Linked DNA regions of Oryctolagus cuniculus: region 1 is linked to region 2. The links are chromatin contacts, called in public Micro-C maps. All regions are on one chromosome and are shown on one strand. Each heading gives the region's core, a stretch centred on a gene start, on an enhancer-like site or on the middle of the called end of the contact. The rest is flanking DNA. Distances are from core to core; before and after follow the strand shown.

What was found. A called contact is a pair of places that touch in the nucleus more often than the background predicts.
Region 1: a contact with region 2 is called in a Micro-C map of ear pinna, with 3 times the contacts expected there. The contact joins the enhancer-like site here to the promoter of DNAJC1 in region 2. A contact is called at or near these places in 3 of 6 Hi-C or Micro-C datasets (ear pinna, liver and an unstated tissue).

Annotation. Positions count from the first base shown.
Region 1 is chr13:48,497,962-48,501,497 of mOryCun1.1, reverse strand. No RefSeq gene overlaps it. Among named protein-coding and RNA genes, the nearest start is that of TRNAN-GUU, 21 kb to the right of the region's middle. Within about 2 kb of position 1,872, at least 4 of the 8 cell types and tissues checked have an H3K27ac peak or open chromatin away from gene starts, as enhancers often do. A contact at or near this core is called in ear pinna, where this site is marked.
Region 2 is chr13:48,276,653-48,280,148 of mOryCun1.1, reverse strand. It overlaps DNAJC1 (DnaJ heat shock protein family (Hsp40) member C1), which reads left to right and starts at 1,686. Exons shown (of 12, transcript XM_002717400.5): 1 at 1,686-2,227. The coding sequence starts at 2,015. It overlaps LOC127483449 (a long non-coding RNA gene), which reads right to left and starts at 1,694. Exons shown (of 2, transcript XR_007909674.2): 1 at 1,273-1,694. LOC138844967 (a long non-coding RNA gene) reads right to left here. Exons shown (of 2, transcript XR_011381501.1): 2 at 3,104-3,496.

The DNA.
Region 1 (3,536 bases), core at 623-3,122, 220 kb before region 2:
ATATTTAAAACTTTTTGAGGAGATTAAAAGAAGCCTAGTTAGTGAATTGTAAACTTTCCTGTAAAGGAGAGGAGCACAAAAGCCTATTGACAGGCAGTGCTCAATTGGAAATTTCATGTATTGTCAAATGATAGATGTCTGTCCCAGCTGTTAATACTTTAATTCCAAAATCTCTTATAGCCCCTTTCCTCTGTTTCAGAAACAGAAGCTGGGACCTGATGTGTGAGCTAGGCCCTACAGCTTGCCACTATTTTTAGATTTTAATTTTGTGGAATATTCTCAGGCAATCACATGGCCCTCTTACTTTGAAATTTAGATTTTGAGCATTTCACACACCCACCCACACACCCACACCCACACCCACACACACTCACACACACACACAAAACAGGAAAAAAGATCACCTTAACTAAAATGTCAAGACCAATGTCTGAACTTAGTCACTGACTCTTCATTTAGGAAAAAGATTTTGATCCCCAAGTATCTTGAAACCTGCTTTTCAAAAATGCAACTTTCCCAATAGAAGAATAAAAGATATTTGTCTTCCTTATGTATTCCTATTTGGGAAATGATCTGTTCTCCTTGTGGAAATCTGCAGTCTGAAAAAAGAAATAAAGACAAATAAGGAATGAACTACTGAAAATAATCTACATGCCATTTGAAAATCCAAGGGCCACTTAATAATGAAGTAGTCCTAAGATCGCCAGGCTGCGGCGTCCAGCGCCGGGCCGCAGGTGGCCACGCGCCGTCCGGGGCGCGCAGGTTGGGCTTCAGGGCGCGGCCGCCAGCGCCGGGCGAGCTTCGACGAGGCCGTTTGAAGTGGCGCTTTGGATGGATTCCCGGGTCTGTACGGCTCGGGACGCTCCGGGACCCGGCGACGCACTCAGGGCTGAGGCGTCAGAGGTGGCCGGGAAGAGAGGCCGGGGTGCTCAGGTGGGACACACGAGTGCGAACTCGACGTTTCCATCCACCAAGCGCTCGGCCCCCACGGCGCGCCCTGAGCACCTACCTCGACACGCTCCACTGCTCTGCTCCGGCCAGAACCCCGGGCAAGACGCCTCCGTGGGGCCGAGATGGGAACGCCTAGGAGCGAGGGCGCCGGCGGTCCCGACCGGCGGCGTGCGGGAAACCCGACGGCGCCACGGCTCGCCCCTCCGCGCCTCCTTCGCGCCTGCCTCCTCGCCGCCCGGCGGCTGGGGCGGGAGCCCAGAGCCGGGGAGACCCTCCGTTTTTCCCGCGGGGTCTTGGCTGAGCAATGGATGCTGCCAATTGCAAGGGAAAGGACAGGGACAAGAGTTCCTTTGGGGCGTGCTTGACACCCACCAAGGGCAGAGGAGAGACGCGACAGGAGCCAGCGCGGGGACGTCGGGGGTGAGAGGCCCTGAATTTCTGGGCGGTGAAGCGCTTCTCTGAAGGAGCCCCGAGAGCCCGGCCGCGCCTAAATCGCTGAGAGTCACCCGGGCAAGACCGATGCCTCGGCCGCCTGCAGGAGAGAACCCATCCCTCGCGTCCCTCCCGACCCTCCTGGGGCTCCCGGCCGAGCCCGGACCTGGGGCGCCGCGAGGGACAGCCCCGAGCAGGTGGCGGCGGCCCAGCGGGCACGGCTACCTCCAGGAAGGCTCTATTTTTGGGCTCCCCTGCCAAAATCCCCCCCTCCCCCCGGTGCGCGCCCTCTCCTCGTTCCCCACGGATTGAGTTCGTTTTTTGTTTTTGTTTTTTGTTTCCGGTTCCTTCGCTGATGCCCACCCGCGTGGCCCGCGCGCCCACCAACACCAAGGGCGCAATTCGGGGCGAGGTGCTCGCGGGGGCTGCGGCGGGCCGGCGCGCGAGGCGCTCCTTCCGGGCAGCCCCGAGGTGCAGGCCCGCTCGCGGCCGAGACGAGCGTGCGGAGGGCGGCGTGCGCAAGGGGTCAGGCCGGGGAGGGGGCTCCAAGGGCCGGGGCATAGGCGCCCGTCCCCCGCCAGGGCCCCGCCGGCCCTTCCCAGCTGTCGGACCCGCGCTGCTGAAGCTGCAGAAATGTGCTGGCGCCTGTCCACCGGCTGCGAACAAAACCAAACAAAAAAGCGGCGAAAGCAAAAGCGAATATGGCGCTGCTGAAATCCAGAGCGTCTTGCTGTTTCCTCTGCTCCGGACCCCGGCCCCCTCCTCCTGGTCCTCTGGCCTCCGCCTCCCGGGCGCTGCCCCTGCTGTTCCCCACCTCACGCCCCTCTGCTGCCCTCACTGGCACCCTCCGTTCCCCGACTGTCTCCCCTCTCGGTTCCTCTTTCTCCATTTTGTGTCGCAGGCGCTCTTCTCCTCGGTTCCCTTTCTGGTCTCGCGCTCCCCCGCCCGTCCCACTTTTCCGAGTGGAGGCGCGGGCGGGGACGGCGGGGATGGCGAGGCCAGGGGCGAGGGCTGCTCTGGTAAGGAAGGTGTTCCTTTAGACTCGAGAACCTGCTTTAAGCAGCTGCGCGCCTGGCGTCTTGCATCACCCGCCGGGCAGCTCCCGGGCCGCGGGCGGCGCGGGGCCGCCAGCCGAGCGCACAGGCCCTGGAGGAGGCTCGGGTTTGATGCTGAGGTCCGTGCCCTTTTTTGTTGATTGGTTGGCTGGTTGGTTTTTTAAAGCTTAGGATAGATGCGGATGTGCACTGGATGTACGTTTCCCTAGCGTACTTCCAATGAAGCTTTTGAGAGAAGCCTACGAAGAAGACGGCACTGTTCGTGTTGCTTGTTTTCTTTTGAACAGAGGTTACACCCAGACACGAAGATAGTTAACTTCTTTAAGGCTAAAAGGTCAGAAAATTAGCGCTTTCTTTTACATCAGGGCTGACCGCGACACACCCCCGCCCCCTTTCTTTCCTTCTTCTTTGTTTTCTAAAGATGAACTTTTTCAAAAAAGACTGATACTTTTTCGATACAAAACATCCCCAAATTGCGGTTCTGGGATAGTTCAAGGTCTCCAAGCGCTTGCCAGCCTGTGGAAGGATGGGAAATGGGTTGCTACATTCAGGAGAAACGGCGGGGTTTCCTACTGGAGCTCACTCTGCTGGAGACGCTCGCTCTCCGGCGGGGCAGGCTCGGCTTCGGTTCTTTCAGAGAGCCAGCTAAAAGGAGACACTCTTCCTCATAAAGAGACACAGCCACTCATCCTCTGACCTCTCTCAGTGTTCGTGAGAAGCTGGGTCCACCTGCAGTGTTGGAAAAGAAAATGGTTTTGCTTCCCAAGTTGTTTTTTTAAACTAACTGTATTTCACTTTCTTGACACCTGACCAGTGCGTTCTCACAGCCTTCTGGCTTGTTTTACCTCCTCGCCGTGGCCGCCACAGCCATAGCCTCCAGGAAAAAAAAGAAAAAAAAAAAAAAAACCAAAAACTGTTCATCCCTCAGGTGACTCTCACGTTCCTGGAATGATCCGAAAAGACCAGAATTTTGTAAGGTGACTTTTTTTTTTTTTTTTTAAATATATTAGGGTCGTGTTTGCAGGGAAAGAACCATTGAAGTTTTCCTTCAAAAAATCACCTTCCTTGGCTTTCTTTAATTGCCCTTATTAAAGTTAG
Region 2 (3,496 bases), core at 437-2,936:
TACTTGCATTCACTTATGACTTCAACATATTCTTAAACTGGATATTTCCTCAGTAGATTTGCTTCCTAAAGTGTTTTTCTAATTTTATCAAATGTAAAATATTATTATTCTGCATAAGTAGTGCTATCATGACCCTATTTATCTTAATTTCACAGACTAGATACAAGATGGGAAAAGCATGAGGTCAAATGTTCAAAAATAGGGTAGCATTCTGATTTTCTGTTTTCACTTGATTCACAAGAGTAGGGAGTCAGGGAGGAAAAAACATGAGGTGGCCTAAACAAAAATAAATTACACAAAGAACAACAGTAGTGAAAAAAATTAAAAAGAGACTCATAAGGATCAATGTGAAAATTGGAGGGAAGACATTATTAACACAGAGAGAGGAAGTTTTAGCCTATATTTCTTTTTTTTTTTTAAATATTTATTTTATTTGAAAGGCAGAGTTACAGAGGCAGAGGGAGAAAAAAAAGAGAGCAAGCAAGCTTCCATCCACTGGTTCACTCCCCCAAATGGCCTCAAAGGCTGAGGCTTGGCCAGGGTGCATTTAAGAGTCTGGAACGCCACCCAGGTCTCCCAGGGTCTCCCACGTGGGTGGCAGGGGTTCTATCACTTAGGCCATCTTCCCTTGCTTTCCCAGGTTCATTAGTAGGGAGCTGGAGAGAGAGTGGGGCAGGTCAGACTCCAACCAGTGCTCATGTGGAATGCTGGCGTAGCAGGCCTGCTTTAACCTGCTGTACCACAACGTCATCCCTGCCTCCATGCAACTCTTTAAATAGACCTCAATTGGAAAAAGAATCCCAGCTGAGGCTGAGTAGGTTCTGGCGGTGAAATTAAACTTCTAAGACGGTCATTGAGTCACAAGTGTTAATTCGACCCAACTGCCAATTTTATTATGCTTGCAAAATTTTTTTTCTTCCTTTTGAAAACTTTATTTAAGGCAGACAGAAAGGGACAGTCAGAGTTCTTTTATCTACTGGTTCATCCCACAAATGCCAGCAATAGCCAGGGCACAGCTAGGTCAAGCCCTTGAGGTGGGAACTAAATCCAGGTCTCTCATGGAGGGCAGCAAGCTCTCCAGTACTTGAGGCTGCTGCCTTCCAGGGTGTGCATTCAGGAAGCTTGATCTGAAACAGAGGAACTGAGACTGGAACCCAGACACTCTGAGATGGGATGCGCGAGTCTCAAGCAGCGACCTCACTGCTGCACCCAACCCAACACCTACCTCTACGCCTGTAAATAAATCTTAATACATAATTTAAGTATACTCACACTTTTTTGGGTCTTGGCTTGCATTCCTTTTCTGCTTTCTTAAAAAAAAAACAAAAACATACTTTCTACTCGCTGTCTGGTTCAGTTTCCTCTATCATGGCTGATGGAATAATGAAAGGTATGGAGCGCAAGCTGTAATCAATAAATCAGGCCTTGAATAGGCTTCTGGTGTTCACTATGTGGGGGCGGGCAAGACGATAGGGACTTCGAAGGAAATCTACACGTGGTACGTTCCAGGTGGCTGCGTGACGGCCGTAAGTGCCCACGTGTGGTAATATGAGCAAACGCACGCAAACCTCTGCCCTAAGCACCACAGACCAAGAGGAATTTCTACAAGGCCCAGAACTGGGGCGCCCGGAGTCCCTACTTCCGGCCCCGCCCCTCGCCGCGGTTGCTAGGAGACGTGATGTCACCGGAAGCGAGGCCCAGGATAGGCTGAGGCGCGGGGAAGCCTCTCCCCCTCCTCTGTAACCTCGGCGCCGGGCGCTGGCCCTCCAGCTGTTTGTAGGCCTGGGAGTGAGGGTCCGGGGAAGGTAGTCCCGGCTGCCCGCCCGACGCTGCGGTCGCCGGCTCCGGCAGTCCGCGCACTCCCTCTGGGGCCGGCAGTCGGGTGGGCCGCTCCGGAGCGGCAGCCCGCGCTTCTGACTGACAGGCGCTACTCCCCACAGCTCGCGCTCCCCGCCACGTCCCCGGTCTCGGCCGACGGTACTGCCTGGCTAGTGACCTTTCCGAGCCCGGCTCAATGACGGCTCCCTGCCCCCGGCTGGCGCCGCTTCCTGAGCGCCGCGGGCTCCGGCTCGGGCCGTTCCCGCTGCCGCCGCCGCTGTGGCTGCTACTGCTGCTGCTGCTGGCGGCCGCCGGGCCGGCGCGCGGCTGGGAGAGCGGAGACCTGGAGTTGTTTGACTTGGTGGAGGAGGTGCAGCTCAACTTCTACCAGTTCCTCGGGGTACAGCAGGTAAGCGCAGCCGCGTGGGGTTGGGGCGGAAAGGGGTGGGAGGAGCGCTCGGACCCCCGTTTTCGTCCCGAGGAGCGGGGGCGCGGAGGGCAGGAGGACTTGGTCGCTGTGCTCCTGGGGGGTCTTCTTCCCCGCCGGGTCCAACGGGGTCTCCTGGCAACCCCTGCCTCGGTAGTGGTCCGCCTTCCCCACTTCCTCACCGCTGCCCCGGCTCCTCAGGTTCCGGTCTCGGTGACAGGCTGCGCGGTGCCCTCTGCCCGAGCCGTGATAGCGCCTGCTGTGCTGCGCTGGCCTCTCTGGGAAGACCCGGCCCACCCCCACCCCGGAGCGGAAGCGTGGTGTGGGTAGCCGGTTTCTTACACCTACCCTTTCCTGCCCTCCCGAATGGGAGAAAGAGGAGCCCCGTCTCACCCTAAATTGTTACGTTGCCGTTTGCGCGTATTTCAGCTGCCTTCCTTCCGAGAAGATAGGAATTCATTTTGGCCAGTGTCTTAGGTTTCAAAAGTTTTTTCTTGCGTTATACTTGGTAATATTTTAGCCCTTGGATAGGGGCTGGTATCAGTTTGAAAATCTCCATGCCGGCTGGCTTTTGGCGCAGTGGTTACAACGCCACGTGGGAACTCTATACTATATCTGAGTTCAAACCCTGGCTCTGCTTCGGATTCCAGCTTCCTGCTAATGCACACCCTGGGAGGCAGAGCAGATGACGACTCAAGTACTTGGGTCCTTGCCACCTGCGTGGGAGACCTGGCTTGAGTTACGGGCATTTGCAGAGTGAACCAGTGGTTGGGAGATCTGTGTTGTCCGTTTCTTTCTTTCTGCCTTGCAAATAAATAAGAGTTATTAAAATTTGTTGGAATTTGAAGCCTCTACCACGTTAGTCCTGGAACTCATAGGAGGATCGTTGTGGGCAGTAGTGGTACAAGGTGGAGCTACTGGAAGAGAAGCTGGCCAGTAGCACAGAATCTTAGTGTTTCTCCCTTTCCTTTTCTCCCTCCCCTTTCCTACCCCGCACTTTAAAATTTTGACAAATGAGAGAGAGGTAAAGAGAGAGAGAGATCACCTCCTGGTTCACTCCCCAAATGTCCTAGAATAGGGGCTGGACCCGACCTGGAGCTCAGTCCTGGTTTCACATGAATAGCATAGCCCTAATTACTTGAGCCACCTGCTGCCTTCCAGTGTGTACTTTATCAGGAAGCTGGACTCTGAAGCAGAGCAAAGACTCTAACCTAGGCATTCTGCTATGGGATGCTAGTGTCCCTACATGGG